Linked DNA regions of Zea mays: region 1 is linked to region 2. The links are chromatin contacts, called in public Hi-C maps. All regions are on one chromosome and are shown on one strand. The core of a region is the stretch at or near the end of the contact, and the rest is flanking DNA. Distances in the headings are between cores, read along the strand shown.

Region 1 (2,700 bases), core at 126-2,625, 44 kb after region 2:
CATACAAGGCGGCCACCTGATAAAGTGGTAAAAACAGACTTTCTATTTTCCCACTCGTGGAAGATTACAGAGACCCCGATATAGAAAGTCTGTTTTTACCACTTTATCAGGTGGCCTCGTGCCAAAATAAAAATAAATAAAAAAGCTGACGCGGATTACTAGTGTGTAGTACTAGATGTCTAGATTCCTGCGGACTTTGCGGTGCGGCGTGCCAAATGTGAAGACGGTGCTTGAGAGTTCCGTTGGGCTCATGCATGCACCACCTCTCCCAACAAAAGTTTCAGATGACAGGACGTGGCGGCTGCGGTCCAGTTCACATGTTGACGTCATGACGTGAGCACAGTCCGATACGGCTTCTCTCGTTCGTTCCAACCAAACGGCGGCGGTTAATTAGGAAACCGGCCGGCCGGATCCTGTTGACTCCGGAAACATGGATTGCTACTACTGACTGTACTGTCACGAATCATAAATTGTCTTAAGATCACTGTATATATCATATATGGCGATGAATGGATTCCTTTTAGGCTTTTACCGCACTGATAGATGATGGCCACAGCTCATTCCTTTTCAGCGGACAGACTCTAATACCGTTTCCTCGTCTTCTTTCAAAAAAAAAAAAAACCTTTCGTCGTGGAAGTGTTCCGTACTCTGGCCTGCATTGATCTGATCTTCGGATCCAAGAAACGTAGTCCCCTTTTCAGGAAAGGATCAACTGCGGTTTGTTGCCCAGCTTTACCCATTCCGTCCTGCTCTCGACCTCCGGCCGGCTAGTTGGCTAGCTGTCCCCGTGCGAAGAGATCAAGCCAACTCGTTCTTGGCAACCAACCAGCAAGGCGTCGCGCCAGGTCCAAGTCCCGCCTGCTCTGCGGCTGCGACCGCGAGTGCGTCCTCCTCGTCAATGCTGAGTCTCCTTCCGACTGCCCCTCTAGCTACTGCGTGCCGGGTCCAGGTCCAATGAACCGCGAGGCCTCTTCTTTCTTTCTTTCTTTCTTTCTTTCTTTCTTTCCTAAACACAAAAGCAAGAGAGAACCGGCCGGCCGGGCTAATTGCGTGCGTAATGAGGATTGCTCGTCAGCACGCTAATCCGGCCTCCTGCGTTCGAGTTCGAGAGTGCCAAGCCTCCCCCCACGCGTAACCGTAAGTAATCTTCTGGTGTTTTTTTTTTCGTTTGACCCTGGTGGCGACCCTGTCTTCTCGCTTCTCCCAACCGGCTGGCCTGGTCCAGTCCAGCCCCGCCACCACACTGCTGCAGTCCAGAAGATTAGTTTAAAGCGACACAATAAGGGCAGGCATAGCATAGGCCGCATCGACTCCGCTGGGATAGATGTCCTGTTAATTAATCCACGTAGTACAGTACGTATTATAATCCGGAACAATGGCCTCGTCATCACATTCACTGATCCACCCCAGCTCTTTTGATATGTTCTGTCCCCGGTCGTCCCATGATGCTTCGTCTCGTCTCCCAAGTCCCACCCAGGTCCCGGAACTAGCCGTCGCTCTCCGCCCAGCCAGCCACTCATCAGTCCAGCCTCCTTCCTCCACTGCCTATATATTTGCCTGCCCTGCTGGAGCCACGGCCCCTCTCATCCATCCATGCACAAGCGCGACTCCTCAGCTTCCTCCTCTCCTTCCTTCCTTAGCTGTCCCCCTTCCCGCCACCTCTGACCCGTTTCCTGCTCCTGATCCTGACGCACGTACGTCTGGGCTGCTGTACTACGCGATTCTCGCGGCGGCGCCCATGGACCCGTGGATCGGGCAGCCTTCCCTGAGCCTGGACCTCAACGTCGGCCTTCCGACGGCGGCGAGGCCGCCTGCGACCACCACCACCGCCGAGGTCTTGGTCGAGGAGGACTTCCTGGCCGTCAAGAAAGACCGAGAGGTGCAGGTGCAGGCGCTCGAGGCGGAGCTCCGGCGAGCCGGCGAGGAGAACAGGCGCCTCAGCGACATGCTCCGGGCGGTGGTGGCCAAGTACGCGGAGCTGCAGGGCCAGGTCAACGGCATGGCGGCGCCGGTGGTGTCCACGGCGGGCAACAGCGCCGCCGCCGCCGCCGCCAACCGCCAGTCCTCCGCGTCGTCCGACGACGGCGGCTCCGCGGCCGGCTCGCCGTCCAGGAAGCGGCCGGTCCGGAGCGACAGCCTCGACACCGCGCCCCAGCATCACAACCGCAAGCCGCCGTCGCCGTACGCGGCCGCCCCCGCCCCCGGCCCCGACCAGATGGAGTGCACGTCGGCCGCCGTCACCATCGTCGCAGCCGCCGCCGCCTACCACCACGAGCCGGCCAGGCGCATCCGGGAGGCGGAGCGCAAGCCCAAGGTGTCCCGGCGATTCGTCCACGCCGACCCCTCTGACCTCAGCCTCGTAAGTAACGGCGGATATACCCCGACTAGACAAGCCAGCTCGTCGTCGTCGTTAACCATCGCGCGGCGCCTTCCTCGCGCGCGCGCGCGTAATTAGATCGGTCAACTAGATATTATATAAGTATATAACTAACTCGTCGTCCCGCTCGCGTTCGACGAAACAGGTGGTGAAGGACGGGTACCAGTGGCGCAAGTACGGGCAGAAGGTGACCAAGGACAACCCGTGCCCGCGCGCCTACTTCCGGTGCTCGCTCGCGCCGTCGTGCCCGGTGAAGAAGAAGGTGCAGCGCAGCGCGGACGACAGCGCCGTCCTGGTGGCCACGTACGAGGGCGAGCACAACC
Region 2 (2,700 bases), core at 33-2,532:
TACACGTAATTAAATGAAACACACGTGTCCGCTGCTCGTAGAGGGACGAGGCTTTTCTCTTCAGGTATACAATGGTGGTCGATGGAAGCTTATCCAGTTCGGAAAGCTGCTTACAATAAATAAGTGGCAGGCTATTTTTAAATTGCTATGATTCGATGATGGCATATATACCTACACCGATATTATATATGTGTATTGTGCGCTTGAACTTCCGTCAGATTCTGTTGAGAAGCAGATCACACGAACGTCCATGTGACACACAACCTATTATTCGATATATAAAAAATCGATGTGCAAATTCATTTCCATATATAACATGTTTCGGTTTGGTCTGCCTTGACTTCTTATTTGTTTTTTTTTCTTTTGGCGAATTCAATTTTATAGGCACTATTATGTTCTTGGAAAAGGATTTGGACTTGGAAAATAATATATATACATTCTCCGATCAGAAAAGTCTAATGAAACGGAAATTAATGGTAGGTAATTAACAACAGTAGTACATGATATGTATATACTAACCCTACTAGATTATTTTACATGGCAATAAAAATTGCAAAGGTAATAACCTGAAACACGGACGCCTGAATCAAAATCTGCCAGCTAGATGCATACGTACATATATTTTTTTGCTGCAAATAATAAACTTGTAATAGGTAACCGTGGACATGCCTTATTATTGTGGCACTGCGCGCATATCGCCCCGTTACATTATTACATTATGAAAATCTTTCACGCGCGGGTGGACAGGTCCAGACAGCGCTAGGTCGCGAGCCGCTACGTGTGTGTGTATATATATATATATATAATACTCCCGCGGTCGCAGTAGTACACTCGTACAGTAACTACACGTCGACGTCTCGACCGGACTAGTCACTAGTCCAGATCGGCTCCAGGCTCCCATTTATTTGCTCGTCCCTTTCAGCCTGCTTCTTCAGTACCCCCCGGCCCGCCGGTCAGTCATCAGTTACCACCGCTTGATCCTTCCTTGACAGTTGCCATACGAGACCGACGAGCATCCTTAGTTTGTTTAGGAGAGGAGGAAGAAGGACGTGGATCTCACGTCAACGACGACGACGGGCGGACGCACGAGTGGAGAAACAACCCAGGCAACTACGGCGACAGCGATGGCGTGGGGGCTCTGGAGCCATGGAGAGGCAGCTGCAGCACGCGCCAAGGACAAGGAGCAGCAGGCACCAAGCAGGCAAGCACCAAACAGGCAGCACCCCAAGCCGCCGCGGGAAAAGTGAGGGAATCGACGACACGCGGGTCGAAGTCCGTGTGAACGCACGCCCCCACTGCCCAGTCCTGCAGCTGCAGTAGTCCCACTACGTACCGACGGCGGCTGCTACACCTCCGGCCGTCGCTTTCGCCTCCCTCTTCCTGCGGCTACTCAGAAGCTAGTAGATGAGAATTGAGAAGAGAACGCCTCATAGGTAGCTGCCCTGCCAATCCATAACGACACTCCATGCAATGCATGCATGCAGCTGCACACGCATTTTTCCGTCCTCGCCTAGTCGCCTGTCGTTGTCTTCCGGCCGGCCGCAGTGTTGGTTCACTCACTGCATGTACATACAGAGTGACAATCCATGCATGCATGCATGCAGACTGCGTTTGCTGTTAGTGCCCTGCAAATTGGCCCAAGTCAGGAGTCGTGTGCGCACGTGGTCGTCGCTGATTCCTTATTTACTACTAGTACTACCTATAGTACTAGTTAGTGGTGGTCAGGTCAGTATAAATAAAACCCACGTAGTAACGGTCAGTAAGCATGTACTCCTAGTATACTAGTATTATTCTTGTTCTGCATGCACCAACCGCCAGGACCCAGGACCCACCGACCCAGGAGACTACGACTACGACTTGTCAGAGGCTGATGATCCGATCGACATCCCATCCGGTCGTCCATGCATGTAACGCAGGCGCTTGACTAATCCAGTACGTAGTACGATAATTAGTTAGCACACGAAACGTGCGTCGTCGTGCCTATAATATTGTCTAACCCCTTGAATGCGTGCAACACACCACTGTAACGCACGTTGCCTGCTAACCTTGAATTCGCACAAGTCCTCGCTACACGTTAGCTAAGGTATCTCTCTCTCCAGGTGGACCGAATAATTCCGTTTCTCCCCCCACCCCCAACTAACTGATTAGCAATCTTGTCAGTTGAGACCATATGCAATTGTAGTATACACTACAGTAAACGGAGAAACGTCCGACGGTCAAAACCGTCGGACGTAAGGAATAAACCGTCGGAAATAGATTATTTCCGACGGCAAAGCCTTATCTCCGACGGCTTTAAGCCGTCGGAGATAACTCGTCGGAAATAGTGCAATGTCCGACGGCAGCCGTCGGACATAAGCTATCTCCGACGGCTGCGTGTGCCCGTCGGAGATAACAAATCCCAACCGTTTTACCGGTCGGAATGTGGGCCCCACAAGATTAAGTCCGACGGCTACCACTAGGCCGTCGGACATAAGCATCCCTTATGTCCGACGGTAGTTAATGTCGTCGGACAAAACCATGTGTTATGTCCGACGGCTACCACTAGGCCGTCGGACATAACAAATTACAGAATTTACACAAAATTCTGTTTTTTAAAAAATCTGACATTTACAAAACAAAAACAGATTCATGCACATATACACATTCACATTCACAATCACAAATATACACATTCTAATAAGTATTCACAATCACAAATAT

What was found. A called contact is a pair of places that touch in the nucleus more often than the background predicts.
Region 1: a contact with region 2 is called in a Hi-C map of bundle sheath, with 5 times the contacts expected there. The contact joins the promoter of LOC103629700 here to the enhancer-like site in region 2. A contact is called at or near these places in 5 of 25 Hi-C or Micro-C datasets (bundle sheath, endosperm, leaf and 1 more).

Annotation. Positions count from the first base shown.
Region 1 is chr6:106,222,207-106,224,906 of Zm-B73-REFERENCE-NAM-5.0, forward strand. It overlaps LOC103629700 (WRKY transcription factor WRKY28), which reads left to right and starts at 1,376. Exons shown (of 2, transcript XM_008650811.2): 1 at 1,376-2,359; 2 at 2,523-2,700. The coding sequence starts at 1,376.
Region 2 is chr6:106,178,444-106,181,143 of Zm-B73-REFERENCE-NAM-5.0, forward strand. No RefSeq gene overlaps it. Among protein-coding and RNA genes, the nearest start is that of LOC103629700, 44 kb to the right of the region's middle. Within about 2 kb of position 1,283, at least 18 of the 20 cell types and tissues checked have an H3K27ac peak or open chromatin away from gene starts, as enhancers often do. A contact at or near this core is called in bundle sheath, leaf and leaf mesophyll, where this site is marked.